Linked DNA regions of Anas platyrhynchos: regions 1 and 2 are each linked to region 3. Evidence: chromatin contacts called from public Hi-C data. All regions are on one chromosome and are shown on one strand. The core of a region is the stretch at or near the end of the contact, and the rest is flanking DNA. Distances in the headings are between cores, read along the strand shown. Region 1 holds the start of PRKAR2A (protein kinase cAMP-dependent type II regulatory subunit alpha). Region 2 overlaps LOC106019345 (a long non-coding RNA gene). Region 3 overlaps PRKAR2A (protein kinase cAMP-dependent type II regulatory subunit alpha).

Region 1 (3,364 bases), core at 757-3,256, 43 kb before region 3:
CAATTGTCAGGTGGCTGGCTGGCTGTCGTGCAAGACTGGGAAAGAAAAATAATTGTATTCCCTTGGAATTAGACATTCTTTCTTCCTCTGCCCCTACTTGCCAATGCTTTTTTATTTCTTACAGCACACTTTTTAAATTTCATTTTTAACTCTTCACCACCAGTAGTATCTGCAGCACCTAACTGGCAAAGGAAGGATCGCATCAGAAACCTTGCTTCATTTTGTGTGAGACTAACCAAATATGGTTTTCTTTTTGATCAAAACCATTTCCTCATCAGCTCTATCAGTAGTTAAAGTATTTGCATTGAGCAGTTGAAATGTGCTGCTGTATTGTTTGAGAGCATAAGAAAGATGATATGGCAGGAGTGATAAATTAAAAGGCAGAATTCATTGTTTTTCTAGAAAAGGGACATAGCAACTGTGGCTGCTGTAAAAAAACAGAAATAAATTAAGCTTCAGACTAAACCTCCAGATAAACTGATGAGATGTGGAAGATCTACCTCCAGTGCTTGTTTTTTATTAATTTGATCACATACAAGAAGTAATCTTACCGGCATAAAATATGGGAGCCATATTACACAAAACACCTAATAGAGAGGCTGGGTGCTGTTGTAAGAGCCACAAGATTCCCTAATGTCCTTCCTCACCGAAAAAAAAAAGCCAGGAAAAGCACCAAATAGGGTGTTCGCAGTCATGCCCTTCAAGCAACAGTGATGAGCAGACTCTCTTTGCATGGGAGTGTGGGAAAACCATCTGGATGAGCGAGGGGACCTTTTGGCACACGAGCAAACAAAACCACAACACAATGAATCGCCTCAGCCAATTCTGGGCTTCGAAGCGGAATCCGTATTTTGAGTACAAGTTGATTTCTGCCCTTTTATTGTTGAAACAAAGGAAGAATTAAACAAAAACATTTACATTGACAACAGGCAGTGGTGTCACCCAGCCAGCGTCCCTGCGCCCCTCACGTTTGCACAGCCTACCTTCTCCAGCAGCTTTCCAGCAACGTCAAACCTTAAGGGCCCCGTGCCACGGAGCGAGTCGGCTGCCCTTGGGCATCCGCCAGACCTTCCCTGAACATGCAAACAGCATGAAGCACGGAGGTTTTGTACGAAGAGTACATGAAAAACCCGAGTAACGCATTTAGGAACATACAAGGCGTCTCCAAAGCTCCCACGTGTAAGCGATTAACGAGGTGTTTCACTTTTCCCAAACCCTTCATGGTCTGAGGTGCTTGGCGTTAAGCAGACAAACGTTCTTGCCACCATTTCACAGATGATGGCATTATGGCTTTTACCCAAAGGTCCGAAGACACGCTCAGGTATTCTCCTGTGCTCAGCAGCTTTAAGAGTGTTCATTGACTGAATTTTGACCAGAACCAGGGGGTCAGAGGCCCTCATTGTAACCCCAAGGGGAAAAGCCTCCTTCTCCCACACCTTTGTGGCGCTCAGGGGGCACTGTGGCTTGGCAGAAAGATGAAGAAGGATGGAATTAGTGCGGGGGGTCACTAACCTGAGGAAAGCTGTGAAAAAACGCCTTTCTGCCACACACTTGTGCGTGTCCAGGATCCTGGCTGACGAGGAGCGAGCGCGTCCGCCACCTTCCACAGTTTATAATTACTCCCTACCACATCACAGCACATTAATTTCAAAGCCAGATTCACAAGCACCACACGAAGGCGTTTCGCATCCCCTCCAGCCCTCGCTGCGGGGCAGAGGACGGGGCACAGCCCGCTTCCTCCCCAACACACCCAGACAGCCACCTACACCCCCGGGGACACCCAAACCCTGCGTACGGGGAACTCCTGAGGGGTTGCGGGGCCGATCACCCCGGCTCCCCCCGGTTCCCCTCCCTCAGACCTGAGGCGGGGAGCGGCTCCCCCTCAGCCGCTCCCCTCAGCGCCCCGGCGCCTGCGCGCGGCCGCCCGCCTCCATGCTGGCTCGGCGCCCGCCGCAGCGCCTGCGCAGCCCGGGGAGCTGCCGCCGCGGCCCGGCCCCCCCCGTGTGTGTGTGACCGGAGCGGCGGGAGGCAGGCGGCGCCCGCCGAGGGAGGCCCCGAGCCCGCCACCGTCACAACCGGCTGCGGGGCGGCGGCCTGCTCGTTCTCCTCTTCCTCCACCTCCTCCTTCTCCTCCTCCTCCTCCCCCCGTCGCCGCCGCCGGCACCATGAGCATCGAGATCCCGCCGGGCCTGACCGAGCTGCTGCAGGGTTACACCGTGGAGGTGCTGCGGCACCGGCCGGCCGACCTGGTCGGGTTCGCCGCCGAGTACTTCACCCGCCTGCGGGATGCCCGCGAGCGGGAGGCGGCCGGCGGCGGCCGCAGGGTGGTCAGCTTCGACGGGGAGCCCATGCAGACCGAGTCCAACGGCGAGGAGCCCGACCGCGACGACGACGACGACGACGACGACGACGACTTCGAGCGTAAGTCCCCCCACCCCCCCCGGGGAGGTGTCCCCGTCCTTCTCCCTCCCCGTCCCCGGTAACCGGCGGGGTCCTTCCCGGTGACCGAGCCCCCGTGGCGGTGCGGTGAGGCGATGGGCGAGCTCTGTCGCGACTGTCGGGTGTCGCTGCCGCCCGGTCGCCGCGGTGAGAGTGTCCTCGGCGGCTGGGGACGGAGCGAGGCTCCTCGTTGTGCCTCAGGGCGCTGGAATCACCTCACACCTTGCCCAAATTCACCCTCCCAGCCGCCCGCTCCTCCCGGCTGCAGCTCCCTCAGGTAGAGGTGCCTCCCCGCTGGCCTGGCCTCACCTCCTGTGCTTCTTCCATTTTCGCTCCTTCCCCGCTCTGTGCTTCGCACCCTGAGCGCGATTCGGGCTCTGTCTGAGCCTGGGTGCGAGAAATTACCCGAAATGTTGGTGAGTGGTGCCTCATGGCACCCCCAGGCTGTGGGAGCGCGGTTCCTGAATGCCCCCTGAATAGTCTCTCCTTGTCAGAAGGTAATTTAGAGAGGAAGGGGGGAAAAGGTACGCTTTCCCTAAACTTCAAGTGTAGGTCTTATGCCCTTGACCTATAACGCGAACAAAGGTTTCTGTGTTTTATTTATTTATTTATTTTTTAATGTCCTCGAAGGCAACTTTATTTCGCGATCAGCTCCTCTTCTTGTAGGCTCTGAAAGGTCTTCTCCTGGGAAGTAAGTGTAATGTTTTCCTGGCCAATGTTGGCAGCTGAAGCAGTCCTCTGGAGTTAAATGTTTTCAGATGGAAATTTATAAACTTTATGGTGCTAAACAGCTTCTCAAATAGTTCGTCGCTTCCAAAGCTGAAAAGTGGCTCCTTTGCTTCAAGTTTCTGCTTGTCATCTCTCTGTCTCAGAGGGAGAACTAACAGAACCACGCAGTGTTGCTTGTGCTGGTCAGAGCCCTGGA
Region 2 (3,467 bases), core at 380-2,879, 61 kb before region 3:
TGGGAGACCTGCTATGAGCTGGGCACTGAGGGGCCTTCTTGGCGTGTGCTGTCCCGTTGTTTGGGGCTCCAAGTGCTTGGACCTTGGCTGTGCCACCACCAGGTCAGGCTCACCTGCCCATCACCTGCAGCAGGACTTGCTCTGAAAGATACTTCAGTTCTTACTAGTCACTGTAAGCCATCTATCTCCCTTCTACCAAGCTATCCCTCCATTGCCTTTTCTTTCACTTTTTTTTTTAGCACTTCAGATTCTTTTTCCAATTTCAATTATCCTAATTATATTCTTCCCAAGCTGAAGTTTTCCGAGAGCTTTGCATTTTGCATAATAAAATTCTGGCTGTTTAACATGCTCGATTCCATTTGGTGCTTTTAGATAAAATACAGAAGATGGAGATCAGGAACAAGCAGCTGCTTTCCAACAACAGTGGTGGGAGGAGAAAAGTTTTGGGTAAGGTGCCTGGAAATGTTTAAAAAGCTGCTTGTGTCTCAGATTCTGCCATACAAAATTTGCCAGATGACTGTCCCCTCTTTCTGTGCAGCAGACACTGCCTGAGAAAGCACCCAGTGGAAGCGAGGGAATGGGCTGCAGGGCAGAGCACACTGCGTGATGTTGCGTGCTTGAAATGGAAGAGCATTTCTAACGCAGTGCCATTTGTGTCTAACTGCAGACATCTCCCACCAGCTCAGTGTTAGAACAGTTCTGCAACTACGTCTCAAACCTGGTAAAAACACAAACCTTAATTAGAAGATGGATAGGAATTTTACTAAGATCTCCACATTCAGACAGTTTAGTTTAAGCAGTTCGTAACTCACAGGTTCTCTCTAGGCTTACTGGAAACATGGCTATAAAGATCAGTATCAAAGTTACAGCAATAGGCTACAGATAAGCTTTACTTCCCTTTGTAGATAACAGTTTGAATGTAAATTTGCTGAGGTACATGATGCTCTTGCTAACCCTAGGTATGGCTGACTGGAGGGCTGAAATGTCCAGCTGTGCAGTGAGCTGACCTCCCTTCCTCTAGCAGGGCTGCTGTGCTGCGTTTGAGAGAAGCTGCACACCAGCTGTTGATACCTAAGTAAATTTTGAGCTGCCTGGTTGTGAACACCCCAACGCTGAAAGCAGATCCTAGCAGCACCATTTCTTTTTGGTAGTACTTTCTAATACTGTTTCCTAATAGTTATTTATCAGTGGCAGGCGCTTGCTCTTCCTCTCTGCATTAATACAGTCAAAATATATTAAACTTCCATTTAGCCTTGAGTACTTTTTCTCTGTAAAGGCAGGGAAACCAATTTTCTGTCCCTTCTCATCTTTAATCCCTATACAGATTTCAGCAGAACCAGCTGAAATGCTGAAAAGGTGTAAAACTACAGCGAGTCTCCTGCTCAGGTTAAGCCAATGTGACTTCGAAAAGCTCCCAGCTGCCTGCATAGACAAACCCTAAAAAAAACACTTCCCTCTGAAACACAATCCTGCCCGCTCATTCCCCCCCTCCCCACTCACCCTTGACTCTGTATCAATCACTGCCAGGCAATTATCTGATTTGCTGACTGCCTCCTGGCTGGAGCCAAAGTTCAGGAACTGGCAACTGATGGGAGATCTCTCCGAGGAAGGGAACTGGCTGTTCTCGGAGCGCCTTCGCTCACTTCCCAGCAGCCGCAGGCGTGCTTAGCTTCAAGACACCACGGGCTTTTGTAACGTGGTTGAACTCCGGCTCCAACAGCAGAGGCTTCTCTTGGAAAGGAGCCTGAAGCTGCCCCAGGCAATAGGTAGGAGAGAAGGGAACATGGAGATCTGAGTCTTCTCCTGTTTTGTTAGTGCCAGCACCGCAAGGAAACAGGCAGGCTGCTGCTGCTGCTGAGGTGGGGAAGGTGCATACAGAAACCATGTGCAGCCTTCCCAGCAACAACAATCTCTGTCTTTACCCACCTTGTGAGTACAGGTGCAGAAAGCTGAGCTTCCCAGCCTCTTTTTTCCCAGGTCCACCCTGTTTCCATTCAGCAAAAGCTGCGTTGGGACTGCAAGGTTGGGTTTCATCTGAGCCTGGAGGTGGTTCTGCTTCTTCAGGAGGCATCACGGGTGAGGCACAGCATGATGTGAAATGTTTGTCTCTTTTGAGAGGAGTGATACCTTGTAATATGGACTAGTTATCTCGTGTGCTGATGAAAAATTGCTTTCCCCCCCCTGCCCATTTTCCTACCTGTGGGTCCAGCTGAAGGAATGAACCACTCCCGTGTCACAAGCACTGTTTGTTCCAAAAACACAGTCACTCCTGGCGTTTCTCTCAGTAACAATAACAAAATGAACAAGTTCAATTTTCTATCTGTACTTGGCCTGTGCAGTTAAGGACACAAATGGGGGGGTGGGGGTGGCTTTGTATTTTCCACCTTTATGGGAACTGCAGCAGCAACGGATTGTTAAAGCCTGACACTAACAGCCTGGTAGGTGAGGCAAGACAAACCGGGACCCTAGGTGAGCTGTTCCTGGGGAGGTCAGGGACAGAGATTTCCTCCTCCATGTCAGAGGCAGCACCAGTGTCCACGGGGCAGAGGAGGGGTTTTTTTGCCAGCTCTCCTGCGGTTCAACAGTTGTGCATTGCTGGTGCAGCCCCGCCACGTGAGCAAGCAGCTGTCAGCTTGGCAGCACAGGAATGTGTGTAAATGACAGAGGTGTTTGTTGGCATGGGAGTCCCAGAGACTGACCTGTGCAGCCCTCTCACAAAGTTCTGTCTTAGGCTTCAGAAGTGGGAGTGCGTAGAGACGTGTGCAGGGAACCGTCCTGATGGGAATCGGATCACGAAGCCTGGCTCCTCCACTGCACCTTGAAAAGGGGCTCAGGCAAAAGCAAAACAGGCAGGGGCCAAAGCCACCTCATGGGCTGATGCAGTACCTTCAGGACACGTTGAATCATTTGGGAAAAGTAAGGTCTCTGTGCCTCTTTTGCAGGTCGAAGTCTGTTCTTCCAGGATAATCTCAATCCACATTTTCCACCAGTACAGTCTGAGGACATTCCTCTGTTGGGAAATCTGCAAACAAAAGGAAAATTTGTCTTTTTAGTTTTGTTTCCTAGCGAACTAAAATTTATTACGGTTAAGGTTGCTCTTTCTGGAAAATATACAAGCACACTGTGTCACGAGGAACTGCCTTACTTAATCAGACCAAAGATCTCCTAGCCCCCAGCTCTGCCTCCAGTTAGAAGAGGAGCAGGAGGCACAGAGCACTGCAGCACTTCGCCAGCCCGCACCTCCAGCTCTGCCAAGCCACATCCACAGCTGAGGGATGTGCTGAGCTCCAGATCGCATCTCAGATCGCATTTCAGAACTCTGGACTCAATTTTCATTATAACCACCTTTTGGGCACCTCTCTGGTTTTGGCCTCCAATAACAGCAAGTTGCAGCTTGTTCTATACACCATTTTTTTCCTTTTGACAGAAAGTGTATTCCAGGCCACAGTTTCTTTAAAGTCATATTG
Region 3 (3,547 bases), core at 1,010-3,509:
TCTAGAGCTGAATGTCTGAGATACCTTGCAAGATCATTATAAATGATGATGACAGAAGTGTGAAAAGTAGAGACTTTTTTTTTTAAACCTGGAGTTTTATTCTGGAGCTCTTGTGAAACAAAAAATGGAGGAGAAATGCACATACTTTCTGTGAGCTGTAGTGCTTCATGTGTGGGAAATGGCAGGGTGCTTGGATCCTTGTGTGATGGCAGTAATGTCTGAACCAACTCTGTGAAAATGAGAAGATTATTCACCTACAGTGTTAGGTGAAAGATTGTTTAGAATTATCTAAAAGATATATTATTAAATTGCTATGTGATTGGGAATGTAGTTTAAAAGCTTTTATGGCATGTACTTAAAAAAAATCCTTGTTAGTCTGTGCCGGCATGGAAAGGACTGTGGGAAGAAAGCTGGAGAAGAAAGCGAAGTGGATCTGAGTTTCTAGTGTTAGAGAGTTTTATCTCTTGTTTGGCTGTAGGGTGAGATGGCTCCTAACCCCAGCTCTGCAACTGATGTGCCGTGTAGGTATTGAATAAATCAGCACATGTCTGCAGTGGGAATACCACTGTGGGATCTCACTGTCTTCCAGTGGGCTTTAGCAAATTGCCTATCTGCTGTGTCTTAATTTCCTAGCACTTACCATGAGGAATGCTGTAATGAAAAATAATGTAACAAGTAATGTTGTCAAATACATTGTGCTTCTAGCATACTGCAAGTGTTAGGCATTTATTTTAATAACTTGTACATCTCAATTCAAAATTTTAGTCATTAAGTGAAAATGGTGTAGGATGAGTGCAGTGTTTAAGGGGGAGGAGATAACATTTATTTTCCCTGGCTGGGTGGTTTGACCTCTCCTGCAGAAAATGGGTGAAGCCTTTATATGAGTGGCTTCTCTCACCAGAACAGATAGATAGTTTTGAAAAGTCTTTGGATGACCTGTATTTGCAAAAGTGTTAATAGCAGTATCGTGTATGGTTGTGCTGTCTGCGTGGGCTTTGACTTTTACAACTTCCTTGGCTGTGCTGTGTACAACAGAAAGTTTAGTCATGGCTCATCAGAGAAACCCCATTTGCGTCTGCTATGCTGCCAAAGCTTATCCCACTTTCTGTATGTGTTCTCCTTCGGTGGCTACCTGATCTCATCTGGTGCAGAAGCTGCAGGTTCTCTAAGACACAGAGTATCTGGGGAAATAACTTTGTCCAGAGGCTTGTTGAGTACAGCCCTTGTCATGGTTGGGGCTCTTGGCTGATGACAGTGCAAATAAGATAATAAATTGTGGTGTGGTTTTTAGACATACATATAATGAAATATGTGTACTGCTGATATAAATCCATATGTATCCATTGCAGTGAAGATGTGTCAGATTATACCAAGCGAGAGCGTGCTTATACATATGTGCTTAACTTATGCATACCATTTCAGTGCCAAAGCAATTTGAACATAAATTTGAGATAATAGCCCTTCTGTAAGGGAAGCATCTGTTTGTCTGCAATATTGAACTTATATTAATAAGCTAGAAACAAAGTGAGGTACTTTCTAGTTGAAAGCAAAATTCAATATCAAAATTACTTGTATTTGCACACAAGTAAAAATAATGCAGTGCATGTTGCAGTTCATTATCCAGATCAGGTCAAATGAATTTGCCTTTGTCCAGCAAATAATGCCAAGTTGTGTTTTCTGAGTGTGTTTTTTCCCCGCTCTTGTTTGTTTTATAGGAGCAGCTGTCTCAGGTCCTTGATGCCATGTTTGAGAGGAAGGTGAAACCTCAGGAACATGTGATTGATCAAGGGGATGATGGAGACAACTTCTATGTTATTGAGTGGTAAGCAGCTGTGCCTTTGAAAAGTGAAGCATGTTTCTTTTCAGCTTCTTAGAAATAGCAGGGAATACTTACTCCAAGATAGTTTCCGAAGGAAACATGCTTTTTGCCATTGTTGCCTCTTCCTTTTGTCTTTCCATGTTCCCCTTTAGGTTCCCATTGACTTTTGGATCATTTGCCAAGGGCAATCAAATGTGACAGAGGTGGACATCCTCATGGTGTGTCCACCATCTTACTGAGTTGCCCTTTTCTGCTTTTTTTCCTTAGGGATTTTATATTTTTTCATGTGAGCATTTTTCTTTTGAGTCCTTGAGCTATGTGTGATTACCATCTCAACAATGACACTTTGGTCTGTGTCTTTATTCTTCTTACCTTGCAGAGCTTTAGCTCACAGACTCTCATAGCTCAGCAAGTTCTCTCTAAGGCTGAGCCAAGGTCACCCAGTGACACCTCACCCATAGAGTCCTTGGGCTGCAGACATCTGAATGCTAGGCTGAAGGTTACACGGCTATAGTTATTTGGAAACAAATAGCACTAGTAAGTGACTTTCAGGCTGAGGGATGGGAAGAAGTTCTTCCGTTTCACTCAAGGTGCTCACAGATGGCTCTTCTAGATCAAAAAGACCTCTTCCCTCTCTGAGAGGCATCAGGAGCAACAACCTTTAGAGTTATTGTTGAAAAAACAGCCAAATAAAGGTTATAGATGGATTTGAGACACCCCAAAGGGGCCTCACTGGGTAATACACATGCTGTCAGAAGACAGATGCAGTTAAAGAGCATCTGTACCCATCCACTTACCTTTCTTTCCCCTGCCTGGATCACTTAAAACAGCATTGTCAAAATACTATGCAGAGGAAAGCAATTAGGTTCTGGCCAGATCTACCGGGACTAAAATGCTTTATTAATGGAAAGATATTGTGAAAATACTGTAGCTAGAATCAGTTTAATGTCAAGCAATTGGAAAACTCAATAAAGCATGTTCCGTCACACCTAGCAATAAGAGGACTATTTGTATAACAGCAAAAAAAAAAAGTTTTTGTTGTCTGTACTGGAATGTTGTCTAATGAAAAGCACCTATTCCATTGTTTTCCAGGGGGTTGTATGATATTGTTGTAGCAAAAGACAACCAGGCACGCTGTGTGGGCCGCTATGATAATCACGGCAGTTTTGGGGAACTGGCATTGCTGTACAACACTCCTAGAGCTGCCACCATCGTTGCCACGACAGAAGGAGCCCTTTGGGGACTGGTAAGGAAAGGAAGTTGCTCTCACATGCATACTGTTTGAAATACTAACTCACCATGTCTAGCAGCAGGTGCTTCTCTCAGTATGATTCCTTGTGCTAATAGCTATTTTATCACGATTTGTTATCTCACCTTGTTGCATAAAAGATCCATTGTGCAAATGGTTTTGGCCACCCTTCTAGAACAAGTCATCTGTAAAAACTGTGTTGCTAGTTTTATCTGTCCTTTTTATCATTTTGCATTTGATGTAATCAGAGCTTTTGTTAGGGAAAAAACAAATGTCCCTTCATCCTGCAGAGAACAGTGGAGACATTAATGCACATATTTTGCAGAAGAGAAAAACAGTATCTAAATAACATTCTTTATTTTCAACTCACCTTTATGCCATTTTGTCTGCTTTAAGGGATATGGACAGTGTTGAATATCTTCTTGAGCATGTCAGTAATTTGAAGAGTAGGAAAACTGCCCAAAGCTTTGTTTTCCCTC

The links. A called contact is a pair of places that touch in the nucleus more often than the background predicts.
Region 1: a contact with region 3 is called in a Hi-C map of small yellow follicle, with 1.7 times the contacts expected there. The contact joins the promoter of PRKAR2A here to the enhancer-like site in region 3. A contact is called at or near these places in 2 of 8 Hi-C or Micro-C datasets (skeletal muscle and small yellow follicle).
Region 2: a contact with region 3 is called in a Hi-C map of liver, with 5 times the contacts expected there. The contact joins two enhancer-like sites. A contact is called at or near these places in 5 of 8 Hi-C or Micro-C datasets (F5 follicle, liver, skeletal muscle and 1 more).

The regions. Positions count from the first base shown.
Region 1 is chr13:9,402,654-9,406,017 of IASCAAS_PekinDuck_T2T, reverse strand. PRKAR2A (protein kinase cAMP-dependent type II regulatory subunit alpha) reads left to right here and starts at 2,006. Exons shown (of 11, transcript XM_027468049.3): 1 at 2,006-2,421. The coding sequence starts at 2,166. It overlaps LOC106019345 (a long non-coding RNA gene), which reads right to left and starts at 1,914. Exons shown (of 3, transcript XR_003500404.3): 1 at 1,513-1,914.
Region 2 is chr13:9,419,548-9,423,014 of IASCAAS_PekinDuck_T2T, reverse strand. It overlaps LOC106019345 (a long non-coding RNA gene), which reads right to left. Exons shown (of 3, transcript XR_003500404.3): 2 at 1,501-3,022. Among named protein-coding and RNA genes, the nearest start is that of SLC25A20, 14 kb to the left of the region's middle. Within about 2 kb of position 1,629, at least 1 of the 8 cell types and tissues checked has an H3K27ac peak or open chromatin away from gene starts, as enhancers often do. A contact at or near this core is called in F5 follicle, where this site is marked.
Region 3 is chr13:9,359,358-9,362,904 of IASCAAS_PekinDuck_T2T, reverse strand. PRKAR2A (protein kinase cAMP-dependent type II regulatory subunit alpha) reads left to right here. Exons shown (of 11, transcript XM_027468049.3): 5 at 1,716-1,822; 6 at 2,912-3,065. Among named protein-coding and RNA genes, the nearest start is that of RPP14, 15 kb to the right of the region's middle. Within about 2 kb of position 2,259, at least 4 of the 8 cell types and tissues checked have an H3K27ac peak or open chromatin away from gene starts, as enhancers often do. A contact at or near this core is called in F5 follicle and small yellow follicle, where this site is marked.